Linked DNA regions of Sus scrofa: region 2 is linked to region 1. A link is a contact called in public HiChIP or PLAC-seq data. All regions are on one chromosome and are shown on one strand. Each heading gives the region's core, a stretch centred on a gene start, on an enhancer-like site or on the middle of the called end of the contact. The rest is flanking DNA. Distances are from core to core; before and after follow the strand shown.

Region 1 (2,700 bases), core at 4-2,503:
CACTTGACAGACTCCGCATCTTAACAACACCCCGGTGAGAGAGGTGCTGTCACGATGCGGATTTTACGGATGAGAAACGCGCAACAGCAGAGGGGGACTCGGAGCTCGGGTCTGACTCCAAAGCCAGGGCTTTTGATAACTTCTCCAAATTGTCCTCAAGGAAAAAGGGGGGTCAGTCCCCAAGCCCCCATGACTCTAATCATCCCTCTTCAACGTCCCAGATGTAGAGGATTCAAACAGCCTTCACCTTTTGCAATTTTAGAAACAGGCCAAGTTGTAAGCCCCCACCCCTACGCCCTTACAAGAGTCGGGTGGAGAAGAGAAGGCCAGGGGCCGGCTGACCGCGGGAAAATTCAGACCAGAGCCCAGAGCTTAGGAGGGAAGCCCATCTGGACTTAAGGGGCAGGGACCTAAATGTTTCAGAACGAGAACAGAAGAGCCCCACGGAACCGAAAACCAAGTCAGCAGAAGGCGGCAGACAGAAGTGCACCCAGCGCTGGTGCAGAGGAAGCTGTCACGCTCGGTTTCATCTTCTCTGCCGCAGCCACAGAGGGAGCAGCCGGAACCCACAAGAGCTGCAGGGCGAAACCAGAGCTGACGCTACCCCTCGGCTCCGACGCCGCGGGCAGAGGCGCGCAGCGCGGTTCCCACGCCGTCTCGTTCGGTTAACCGCACAAAGGACCGCAGAGGCTGGAAGGCCCCGAGCAGAGGCTGGGAGGTTCTCGGCGACCCGCGTGGGAGCCTTTCTCGGGCCGCTACCAAGTGCACAGCGCACTCCGGCGACGCGCGGCCGGGCGGCCGGGCGGCCGGGGCGGGGGGCCCCGCCGCCTAATCGCCGCCCGCACTCAGGTCGGCGCCCGGTCCCGCCGCGCCCGCCGGCCTCCCGCTCTCATCTGCGCCCCGCCCGCGCGGCCGCCCGGCCTCACCTGCCCAGCTCCCGGCCCGGGCTCAGGCTGTAGCTGTCCTGGAAGGGCTCGGTGCGCACGGCGGTGCGGATCTCCGTCAGCAGCCCGCGGGCCGGCGGCGGCGGCCGGCGCGGCGTGCTCGGTCCCCGGCTGGCCCGGCCCGAGCCGGAGGCGGCGGCCGGGGAGGAGTCGCCGCTGCCCGGCTTCTCCAGAGGAATCATGGCGCTCGGGCGCGCCGGCTTTCTGGCCGCCCGGCTCGCTCCGAGCTGCCGGCGGGTAACGGCCCCGCCTCCAGCAGCCTCCAGCCGGTCGGAGAGAAGCAACCGCTCTCCTCCGCGCCGCGCTCGGACTGGGAGGGCCGGCTCCCCGCGGTCCGGCCCCGCCGGCGCCCGGCCCCGCCCCGCGCCCGGCCCCGCCCCCGCATCCGGCCCCGCCCCCGCCCCCGAGGGCGGTCCAGAGCGCCATGTGCCTTACGCGCGCCCTCTGCAGCCGAGGGGGAGAAGGTGCAGCCTGGCGCCTGGCGAGGGGCCTCGCGCCGGACGCCGCAGTCTAGAGGCGACCAACAGCACCACCCTTCTGGCTGGAGGACCCGCTGCGTCAGCCGGTCACGCACCTGCGGATCATCTTAGTTCAGATCAGGTGAATGCAAGGCAAAGAGCTGCCTGCCAGAGCTTCACCCCGCCTTACCTTGGTAGAGTGAGGACTACCACTCAGATCAGGGCTGCTGGAAGCAGGGCTGCGTGGAAGTAGCCCCGGGCAGCGGGCTCCTGCTTAAGTTGAGGAGGAGCATGAAGAGGCAAGAGTTGAGTAAATATTTTAAGCCCTTACACGAGTCCCATGAAATAGGCGCTATTATACTGACTGTGGTCTTCTATATTTAACTTCCAAGGTGCTCTTTTCCGGTCTTGTGGCTTTAATTACAACCGTATGCTCATGACTACAAAATTTGTAGCTCCAGCTTCCAACCATTCTCTGAACTTCAGACTCATGTATTCAAGTATACACCTAGCATCACCAGTTAGATGGCAAATTAGAATCTCAGACTTAACAAGCAAAAGGCAGCTCCTGATCGTCCTTCGCAAATGCGCTGTTTCCCCAGCCAGTTTCCCTTCCTCGGTAAACAGCAGCTCCATCCTTCCAGAGATTCAGGCCAAAAACCTTGTTTCTCTCATACCCCTCATTCAACTTGTTAGTAATTCCTCTTGCCTTTGCCTTCAAAATACATCCAGAATATATTTTGAAATACATTCAAAATACATCAGATCACATCTTTCCATTTCCACATTACTGCAATTAGCATTACCTCTCGTCTGGATTATTGTGAGAGCTTGTTAACTGGATTACCTGCTTCCATACTTCCTCCTCCCCAGTTCCATATAGTTTAGTTTCAAGGCAATCAGAATGACCTTTTAAAAATCTAAATCAGGAGTTCCTGTCGTGGCGCAGTGGTTAACGAATCCGACTAGGAACCATGAGGTTTCGGGTTCGGTCCCTGCCCTTGCTCAGTGGGTTAACGATCCGGCGTTGCCGTGAGCTGTGGTGTAGGTTGCAGATGCAGCTCGGATCCCGCGTTGCTGTGGCTCTGGCGTAGGCCCGTGGCTGCAGCTCCGATTAGACCCCTAGCCTGGGAACCTCCATATGCCTCGGGAGCGGCCCAAGAAATAGCAAAAAGACAAAATAAATAAATAAATAAATGAATAAATAAATAAAAATCTAAATCAGATCACCTCACTGCTCTGCTCAAAGCGTGCCAATAAGAGGTTTGCTTCTGGTAATGCTGAGCTAGTCTACTTGT
Region 2 (2,700 bases), core at 68-2,567, 180 kb before region 1:
TCCATAAAGGCTGGTTAACATTTAGAAAATTATTCAAAACCCTTAAAAAAAAAAAAAAGCTATAAATGATGCCATATCCACTGGCTCCGTCCCTGCCAGCCCCAATTCCTCAACTGAACAGTCTTTTACATGGCAATACATCAGGGTGCTCTAATCATGAAATACAGAAAATTGCCCTTATAGCTAATCTCAAGAAATGGCTCTGCTTCTTCAAGTCCATTAATATTTGAAGAATGAATGAATGAACGAATCTACTCTGCTTTCAAATGACAAGAACTAAGCAACCGACCAAGACTACTTTCACAGAGACAAATCTGAGACTCAAGCCCAAAAACAACACAGGTCTGCATTGTCCTGTAAGACACACTGGCTACTTAAATGTAAATTAATTAAATACGGAGCATCTCCATTTTCACAGAAAGATCCCACTTTACTCCCCCCACCACTTCTCTCCTGCTTTACGTGATCTCTGCACCCAATATGTGGTTATATATATATTTATATGATTTCTTACTCTTCTACGTGATTTTGCTGCCAACTGTCTTTGCAGAACAATTCAGGGTATCAGTACTTAGAAATACCTCTCTGTCTAGATTATCCTGTTGCTGGGGGCAGCTCAACCTTCGTTTTTTCAGAGTGCACGTAATTCATGTAACCCTCACAACAAATGAAATTCGTAACATTTTCCAGTTTCCAAAGAGGACAGTGCAGCCAGGAGAGATTAAGTGACCCGTGCAGGGTTTGTACCGAGGGCCAGAACCCCAGCCTGCGCGGTCCTCCGATTCCCCGCCGGGCCGAACCCTCATCCGGGCTGGAGATGCCGGGGCAGCGCCGCGAGACTTCGCCGCACCACGCGTAGCACCCACCCAAAACCATAACCACTTTACGAGTGAAATACAGATGCAATGTTTTGAACAGTCGGTCTTTGCCACTTGAGAAAGGCCTTCTCTGGGAGAGCACCTCGCGATCCCCGGCCGGCCAAGCCTCTCGATCGTCCGTTCAGGCGACGGGCCCGGGCGGGGCGAGGTGGACGGCGCCGAAAGCTCGGGCAGGACAGCGGATCGGGCACCGGGTCCCCGGCTGGCAGCGGTTTTCACGCTTCGGCCTGAGGGTTTTAGCAAAGCTCTACGCGACCCCGATCCCCCGCGCGCCCTTACCTGCCGCTGAGCACAAAGCTTGAGCTCGCCGGGCAGTCTCCGCGCTCGGCGCCACCACCGCGCAGAGAACAGGCCGGAGCGCAGCCGGGATTGGCCGCTGGGCGGGAGGACTCGGGGGAGCGCGGGGTCGGGGAGCCAGAGGGAGGGGCGAGGGGAGGGGCGAGGGGAGGGGCGGGGGAGAGGGGAGGGGGGAGGGGGAGGCGGGGCCGTGAGGGGCGGGGTCCCGCCTCAAGCCTCCTCCTGGGAGGGCGTGGCCCCAGCACCTTCTGGCGCAATGGGACTCGAAGGGCTGGCTGGGACCTTCTCCCCGCTCGGGTATCCCGCCCAGCTCGTGCCCTGTCGCTGCGCTCTGCTCCGCCGGGCGAGTGGGCCCAGGGCTCTCGTCCACAGGGGAGAGGGAGCCCTGGACCCAAGTTCGGGGCCTTCAGCAGCCTCGCAGGCCAGTCATGGTGTGCTCTGTCCTCTTAGTGGTGGGCATAGCAGCCCCTTGCTCCGCTCTACTCCTGCCCCATGGAACCCACTAGATCCTTTCTGGGTTAGGAGCCCCAGTGCCCCGGAAAACAGGCAGCGAAGGGCTCTGTGTGTGTGTGTGTGTGAAAATACACATAAAACTTCCATCTTAACCTTTTTTTTTTTTTTTTTTTGTCTTTTGTCTTTTTAGGGTGGCACCTGCAGCATGTGGAGGTTCCCAGGCTAGGGGTCAAATCGGAGCTGTAGCCGCCAGCCTACGCCACAGCAGCGCTGGGTCCGAGCCATGTCTGCAACCTACACCACCCCACAGGCAATTCCAGATCCTTAACCCACTGAGCGAGGCCAGGGATGGAACCTGCGTCCTCCTGGATGCTAGTCGGGTTCTCCTTAACCACTGAGCCATGATGGGAACTCCCATCTTAACCATTTTTAAGTGTATAGTTCAGCGGCATTAAATACGTTCACATTGTGCAAAACCCACCACTATCCATCCCCACAAGCGCTTTTATCTCGTTACCAAATATAAGTTCGTGTTCCTGGTGCACAGTGAGGTCAAACAAACGGAAAGATCAGAGTTTCCAGCAGAGGAAGGTTTATTGCAGGGCCATGCAAGGAGACTGGTGCTCCCAAACTCCCTAACTCTTTGCGGGGCTTCAGCAAAGCACTTTTTTGGGGGGAGGGGGGTGTCTTTTTTGCCATTTCTTTGGCCGCTCCTGCAGCATATGGAGGTTCCCAGGCTAGGGGTCCAATCAGACAGTAGCCTCCGGCCTACACCACAGCCACAGCAACGCGGGATCCGAACCACGTCTGCAACCTACACCAGAGCTCACGGGCAACGCCAGATCCTTAACCCACTGAGCAAGGCCACGGATCGAACCGGCAACCTCATGGTTCCTAGTCGGATTCATTAACCACTGCGCCACGACGGGAACTCCCTCAGCAAAGCACTTTTAAACGCAAGGTGAGGGAGCATGGTTAGTTTCAAACTTCTTGGTGAGGGACACTTCCTATGGCTGTCCACTGTAGGTGGCTCACCAAGTTCCTATAAACCTCCTCCAAGACTCTGTTGTTA

The links. HiChIP or PLAC-seq counts read pairs in DNA pulled down with a chosen protein or histone mark.
Region 2: a contact with region 1 is called in an H3K27ac HiChIP or PLAC-seq map of alveolar macrophages. The contact joins the promoter of BLVRA here to the promoter of STK17A in region 1. A contact is called at or near these places in 1 of 47 Hi-C or Micro-C datasets (skeletal muscle) and 2 of 2 datasets of contacts at active chromatin or transcription factors (alveolar macrophages and skeletal muscle).

The regions. Positions count from the first base shown.
Region 1 is chr18:51,360,928-51,363,627 of Sscrofa11.1, forward strand. It overlaps STK17A (serine/threonine-protein kinase 17A), which reads right to left and starts at 1,254. Exons shown (of 7, transcript XM_021078536.1): 1 at 927-1,254. The coding sequence starts at 1,126.
Region 2 is chr18:51,184,176-51,186,875 of Sscrofa11.1, forward strand. It overlaps BLVRA (biliverdin reductase A), which reads right to left and starts at 1,318. Exons shown (of 8, transcript XM_003134889.4): 1 at 1,158-1,318.